Linked DNA regions of Rattus norvegicus: region 1 is linked to region 2. Evidence: chromatin contacts called from public Hi-C data. All regions are on one chromosome and are shown on one strand. Each heading gives the region's core, a stretch centred on a gene start, on an enhancer-like site or on the middle of the called end of the contact. The rest is flanking DNA. Distances are from core to core; before and after follow the strand shown. Region 1 has its middle 19 kb from the start of Mtres1. Region 2 holds the start of Bend3 (BEN domain containing 3).

Region 1 (2,845 bases), core at 313-2,812, 40 kb after region 2:
GCTAAACTTAAACTGACCCTCCTTCACCTCCATGGGCCCGGAACTACAAGCTCAATTTAAAATTTTAATTGGCTTAGTTTACATTTCTAGATTTGGAAATTTTGTTCCATAAAACAGGGTAAGAGGAAGCCGAGGTTTTGTGGTCAGGGAAAGGCTGAAGAAAACAGGGAAGACTGGGCACACTGAGAAGGAACTGGATTTGGTGGCTCTGACTATTATCTGAGCATTTGAGAAGCAAAGGCCAGATCCCTGCAGAGAGGCTAAGGCCCCAAGAGACAAGGAGGTGAGTGCAGTAAGGGCCCTTGCTGCCTCTAGAGGGGCTTCATCCACTCAGGAGGCCAGAGCTCCTGGGCCTGCTCTGTAGCTCTGACCAGCCCTGCCTCCATGGGTTACTAGTTGAACAGCCCATTTCAGCCTGGCAGGAAAGTCCTGAGAGTTAGCAGCACAGACCCTGACAGGTCTTGCCTGAAGCTGATTTGCAAGATGTGCGTGTTTATGACCAGATTGGACCTTGGCTGCTCCCTGTGCAGTAGGCAGCCAGGCCATTGCCACGTGTGGCGAAGCCAGGCCTGAGGCACAACCGCAGGACCCCCTGTTCCTCACAGGCAGCCATGATGTTGGTAGGCAGCTGTGAGATCAGACCAGGGCTTTGGCTTGTACTGTTTCTGCTGCAAGGCGGCGTCCATCCTTGGTTTCAACGAGCTGAAATCTGGCTGCTTGGGAAGAGGGAAGAGACAACGCACTCCAGTACGCAGAAGGCCGGTGGCCATGGTGGTAATACAGCGCTCAAAGTTGGCTTTTTGACCTCTGATTTCTCTGCTTCAGAATTGAGAACTAAGAGGTTTTCCCTAGGACAGGGTTCCTCTGTGTAGCCCTGGCTATCCTGGAACTCCTCTGCAGAGCAGGCTGGCCTTGAAGGCAGAGATTTGCCTGCCTCTGTCTCCTGAGTGGGAGATTAATGGTGTGAGTCACCACTACCTATCTCCCCCCACTCCCCAAATGTTGATATTGTATACTGTTTTTTTGTTTTTTTTTTTCGGAGCTGGGGACCGAACCCAGGGCCTTGCGCTTCCTAGGTAAGCGCTCTACCACTGAGCTAAATCCCCAGCCCCTGTATACTGTTTAATAGTCACTTTGAGGGGTTGGAGATTTAGCTCAGTGGTAGAGCGCTTGCCTAGCAAGCGCAAGGCCCTGGGTTTGGTCCTCAGCTCCGAGGGGAAAAAAAAAGTCACTTTGATTTCAGAAGCAAGTATGGCCTCTCTTTAGGAACAAGTGTTCGCTTTAGAAAAAATCTTGTTTGCCCTGGCTGCAATCTTACACTGTCTATCTTGGGGAATAGTCGGCGTTGGTGCAGGCCTGTCATCCCAGTACTTGGGAGGCCGAGGCCAGGGATCCTGAGTTAGAAAGTTAAAGGGGGTGGGGTGGAGGTGGGGTGCGGGGAGCTAGAAATTATACTGGCAGCAAATGAGAAAGCTGGCTAATGCCAGGGGCCTAGTAAGGCAATGAGTCTGCGAACACCCTGGAGTAGTGTTCACGGGAAGGCAGCCAACACAGCAAGAGTGTTACCTTTGGCAAGGGCAAGTGAGAGAAAGCTGGAGAAGTGTGGCAAGATGCACTTTGGGGTAATGGGTTAGACGGAGCTCCAGACACACCAGAGGAAAGAGCGAGCAGCGAGATGCATAACAGAGCTGCTATAAAAGTCCTTACAGTAAAACAGTGAAACAGTAAAACATAAAAACGCATTCACGCAAAATGATCCCATTTAACCCGAGTGAAATGATTGTCCGAATCGCAGAGGACGACGTGGAAACGTGTGCCGAAGTTGAGGGGGCAGGGAGCGGAGTGGGCGGGGAGGACTCAGAAGAACCGAGAGAGGGGACAGTGGGCCGAGGTGCTTCGTAAGGAAAACCTCTCACGGGCGGGCGTTGGTAAATGTTTAACAGTTGTTGCTCTGAGGGGGAATAACGAACCCTGATCTGCAGTGTTTGCTGATTTCCAAAAGCTACTCTGACTGATTGGAGCTAGTGAGCTAGCCATGGGACCCGAAAAGCAGTTCGGGAGCTGCTCCCGTCCCGCTCTCCTGGAAACACAATGTTCCAGTCGCTGCTCCCTGGAGACCACGGGGTCGGGATTTCGATTGCAAAGCGGACCTTCACAGAGCCAAGGTAAGGCAGAGTTCCTTTTCCTTGCTTGGAGTACACACCGTGCACCCTTTAGGTAAGTTCTTGAACATCCACCGAACTGAAATAAATGTTTTTTTAGTTTCTTGAAAAATAGGTATCCCAGCATGGGGGTGCACATCTTTAATCCCAATGTTGGGAGTCAGAAGTAGAAGGATCTTCGTGAGTTCAAGTCCGGCTTGGCCTACATACAAGCTCCTACCATGTGAGGTCTTGAATTCATGTAGGTCACCAGGCACCTTTCTGGCTGTGGAGAGTTAAAAGTTTTCAAATAGAGATAAACTTTTCTGGGTTCTCCAAACCAAAGTGGTGAAAAGCTTTGGGTTCTAGAAGCTTCACACCCAGACTCAGATCTCAGGAAGTGACGGAGGGCAAACAAGAGCCCATCGAGGACAGCCAGCCTCACAGGGACAGGGCCGAGTCTCCTCTTGGAACCGATTCTTCCAGGTGCTAAGGCATGGCTCCTCAGAGGTCACAGACAGACCTCAGTGTCTGACCACACACCGTGCACTGTGCAGTGAGCCCCGCCCTACTCTGCTTTGTGTCGATTTAGCTCTTTGTGTAACACTCTCGTGAGGGTTAGAACTCTAGTCCATCCTGATAAGACCCTGTGTATTTCCTGTGTCTACCTCAAACTAAACTCTTTATTCTCCTGAGCCAGGAGT
Region 2 (2,977 bases), core at 432-2,931:
CGAGTGGAGTGCTGTACTGTGCGTGTTATTTAATGCACAAGTGCAAAAGTCAAGTTCCCTAAAGAAATCCAAGTGCTTCCACTTTGTCTCCGGGGAATGTATAAATTAACCATTCTCCCTCCCTCCCTCCCTCCTCCCTATTTTAAATGTAGATAGGGCGGCCCAAGGCTTTTGAATTTGAAGGGCCGCTATCTCGGGCCCATTCTTTTCATCATCCTGTTTTGAATGACACTGAGCACGTATAGATTCTCCCATAAAAGCACCCCCAGGATGCTGGGCTTCTTTCGCCAAGCTGCCAACTAATTTTGCATAGCAATTAGTACGGACTTCTCCAAGTCCGCAACGCAAACAACACTCCAGAACGTTTCACTGTTCCTGCGAGGTTTTCGATCACCCAACTCCGTGCCATTAGTATTTCAAACCAGAAGGGGAGGAGCTTGGGTAATGATTAAATTCCCAATTTGCGTGGAGACACAGTAATCCCTGACTACACGTTAATTCCAACCCTCGGCCGCGACCCGGCAGCTAGGAGCCAGCATGTGCGTCCTTTTAAAATCTATTCTACGTATTCACTGACCGCGCCGGGCCGGGCCACATGGTCCTCTCTCGCAGCCAGTCAGCTGTAGGCAGCAGATGGGATCATTTGCATTTTTCTTTTTATATTTTTTTCCACCGGTAAATTAAAGGATTAAAAGAATTTTTTCTTACGTCCTCATTGTTTACTAAAAACCACGCACGCGGCTTAAATGTTGACTTGGGCTTTTCTCTCCCCCGCCCCCACCCCCAAATCCCCGAAAGTTGGGGAACTGCGAGGGGTAGGTTTCTAATTTCTCAACTCGGATTCTGCAGCCTGGGAGGCTAGGAGACAGTCGCTCTCAACTAAGTCCGCGACTGGAGTTTCCCTGTTTTCCGCGCTGAGCCCCTGTGGGTCTGAGTTGGTGGCGTGAGGGTCCCCGAGCGCGTGTTTCGCTCTGCAGCCTCAAGCGGCAAAACTTGGGCTCTCGGAGCTCAGGCTTTACCGGAGAGGGCGGCCACCCTGCCGGGGGAGTGGCCAGGGAGCCCCCAGAGCCGGGGTCGCTGCAGCGTGCCCCACCCGCGAATCCATGCGGATCTGGAGGGGGGGAACGCACCCTGAAGTCTTTGTGCCCGGCGTGGCGCGGGAAGGTCCGCGCGAGGGTGCAGCGCCACCGCCGAGCGTCCCAAAAGCGGGGGGGCGCGGGCGGAAAAGACACGCCGCGTCGCCTCACCCCCCTCCCCCTGGGGTGAGAGAGAAAAGTAGAGAAAGAGGCACTGAGGCCACGCTCTAACCGGGAGAGCACGTAGCGGAGAATGCCGCGGGGCGCTTTCTCGTGGGTGCGAGCCGCCCTGATCGGCCGGCAGCCGGCGCGGGCCCACGTGGAGCCGCTGTGCAGGCCGAGCGCGCCCGCCCCGCAGCGCGCCCCAGCTCCCCGCCGCGGTCGCTCACGCCCGAGCGCCGCCGCCGCCGCCGCCGGTCCCGCGTGTGCCCCGCTGAGGGGGAGGGGCGGCGCGGTGGGGGCGGAGGGCTTGAGGTTCCACTGCAGCGGGGGCTCCTGTGTCCTTGTGCGGAAATGACACACGGAGTCCCGTCACGTCACGCGAGAGCGCAGCGCACGGACACACACAAAGAGAGGGGAAAATACACGGCGCCCGCCCGCCCGCCGCCCCCAGCCAGTCGGCGGGGCCGCCCCGGCCAGGCCCTGCGCGCTCGGCCCCCACTGCGGCCCGCGCGCCCGCCCCCCGCACGTGGCGCCCGAACTCGGCGCGGGCCCCGCTCCGCAAAGTAGCAACTCTCGTCCCAGGTGAGTGCGGGCCCCGGCGGGGGCCGCCCGCGAGCGGCTCGCCGCCTCCGTGCGGGCTGGAGGGGGAGCGGGCGCCCACGGGCTCGTCGCGCCCCATTGTGCCGCGCGCCCCTTTGTGCCCGCTCGGAACGCCGCGACTCCATGGCGTTCCGGGAGCACGCGCGCCGCGGCCGGGGAGGAGGAGGAGGGAGGGGAGGACGCACGGTGGAACGGTCCGCGCCGCCGCCGCCAGGCCGGCCCCACTCGCGCCGCGCGCCGGCTCTCCACCCCCGGCTGGCCGGCGATGGAGCAGCCGAGGGCCGCCGGGGAGCAGCTGCGCGGCGCCGGGTCGCTCGCGCTAGACCGGCCTGTGGCGGGGATGGAGGGGTGTCAGGGAGCAGAGAGGCGGGGAGCCGGAGGCCCCAGAGCCGCCGCTCGGAGGGACGCTGCCCCGGGGAGGCTGGGGAGGGAGCGAGGCCGCCGGCGGCCGGGAGCGGGTGGGGCGAACCCCGCCGCCAGGGGGCGCGGCGCCCTCCCGGGCCGTTCCACGGCGCTCCGTGGTTCCCGCTGCCCTGCTGGAGGCGGGCCCAGCGCGGCGCTCTGGGTGTGCACCCCGGCGAGAGCGAGGCCTTCCTGGCCGGCGGTGGAGGCGGCCCGGAGAGCTCGCCGCCCCTCGTGACTTGTGCCCGCTGTGATCGACGTGATTTCCCACGCATACTTGGCTCGGGCTGGGGCTGGGGCTGTGCCGTGCGGAGTTGTGAGGGCCTTGTGTGCCGGGACCGGCTCATCTGAGTTCTATTTTTCTTAAGTTTTTACTGGAGTAGAAGTTTGATCACTCAGGTGGCCCACTTGGGAGTGTTTTGTCGGTGGAGGCCAACCAGAGATGCTCTGAATTAGGGATCACTTTTAGGAGGCAGAGAACTTCCTTTTAAAAGTAACTTTTGAATGTTTCCCTACAAATAACGCGTCACGGGGTAGAGGGGACGGTACCAGGAATCTAAAGACGGCAGAAAACCCAGGCGAGTGGAGAACGTGTCGAAAGCTTGTAATGTCCAAGATAGAGGTTTTAATTTTTTCTCTTTTCCGGTTCCATGCCTGCGGTTTTTCTTTTTGTGACTATTCACTTTTAATTTATAGGTGTCTGAGTTTTGTTTTGTTTTTTTAAGTTTTATTTTCCG

What was found. A called contact is a pair of places that touch in the nucleus more often than the background predicts.
Region 1: a contact with region 2 is called in a Hi-C map of liver, with 4 times the contacts expected there. The contact joins the enhancer-like site here to the promoter of Bend3 in region 2. A contact is called at or near these places in 5 of 12 Hi-C or Micro-C datasets (Schwann cells, frontal cortex, kidney and 1 more) and 1 of 1 datasets of contacts at active chromatin or transcription factors (oligodendrocytes).

What each region holds. Positions count from the first base shown.
Region 1 is chr20:48,600,384-48,603,228 of GRCr8, forward strand. No RefSeq gene overlaps it. Among named protein-coding and RNA genes, the nearest start is that of Mtres1, 19 kb to the right of the region's middle. Within about 2 kb of position 1,563, at least 8 of the 93 cell types and tissues checked have an H3K27ac peak or open chromatin away from gene starts, as enhancers often do. A contact at or near this core is called in kidney and liver, where this site is marked.
Region 2 is chr20:48,560,702-48,563,678 of GRCr8, forward strand. Bend3 (BEN domain containing 3) reads left to right here and starts at 1,682. Exons shown (of 4, transcript XM_039099149.2): 1 at 1,682-1,820.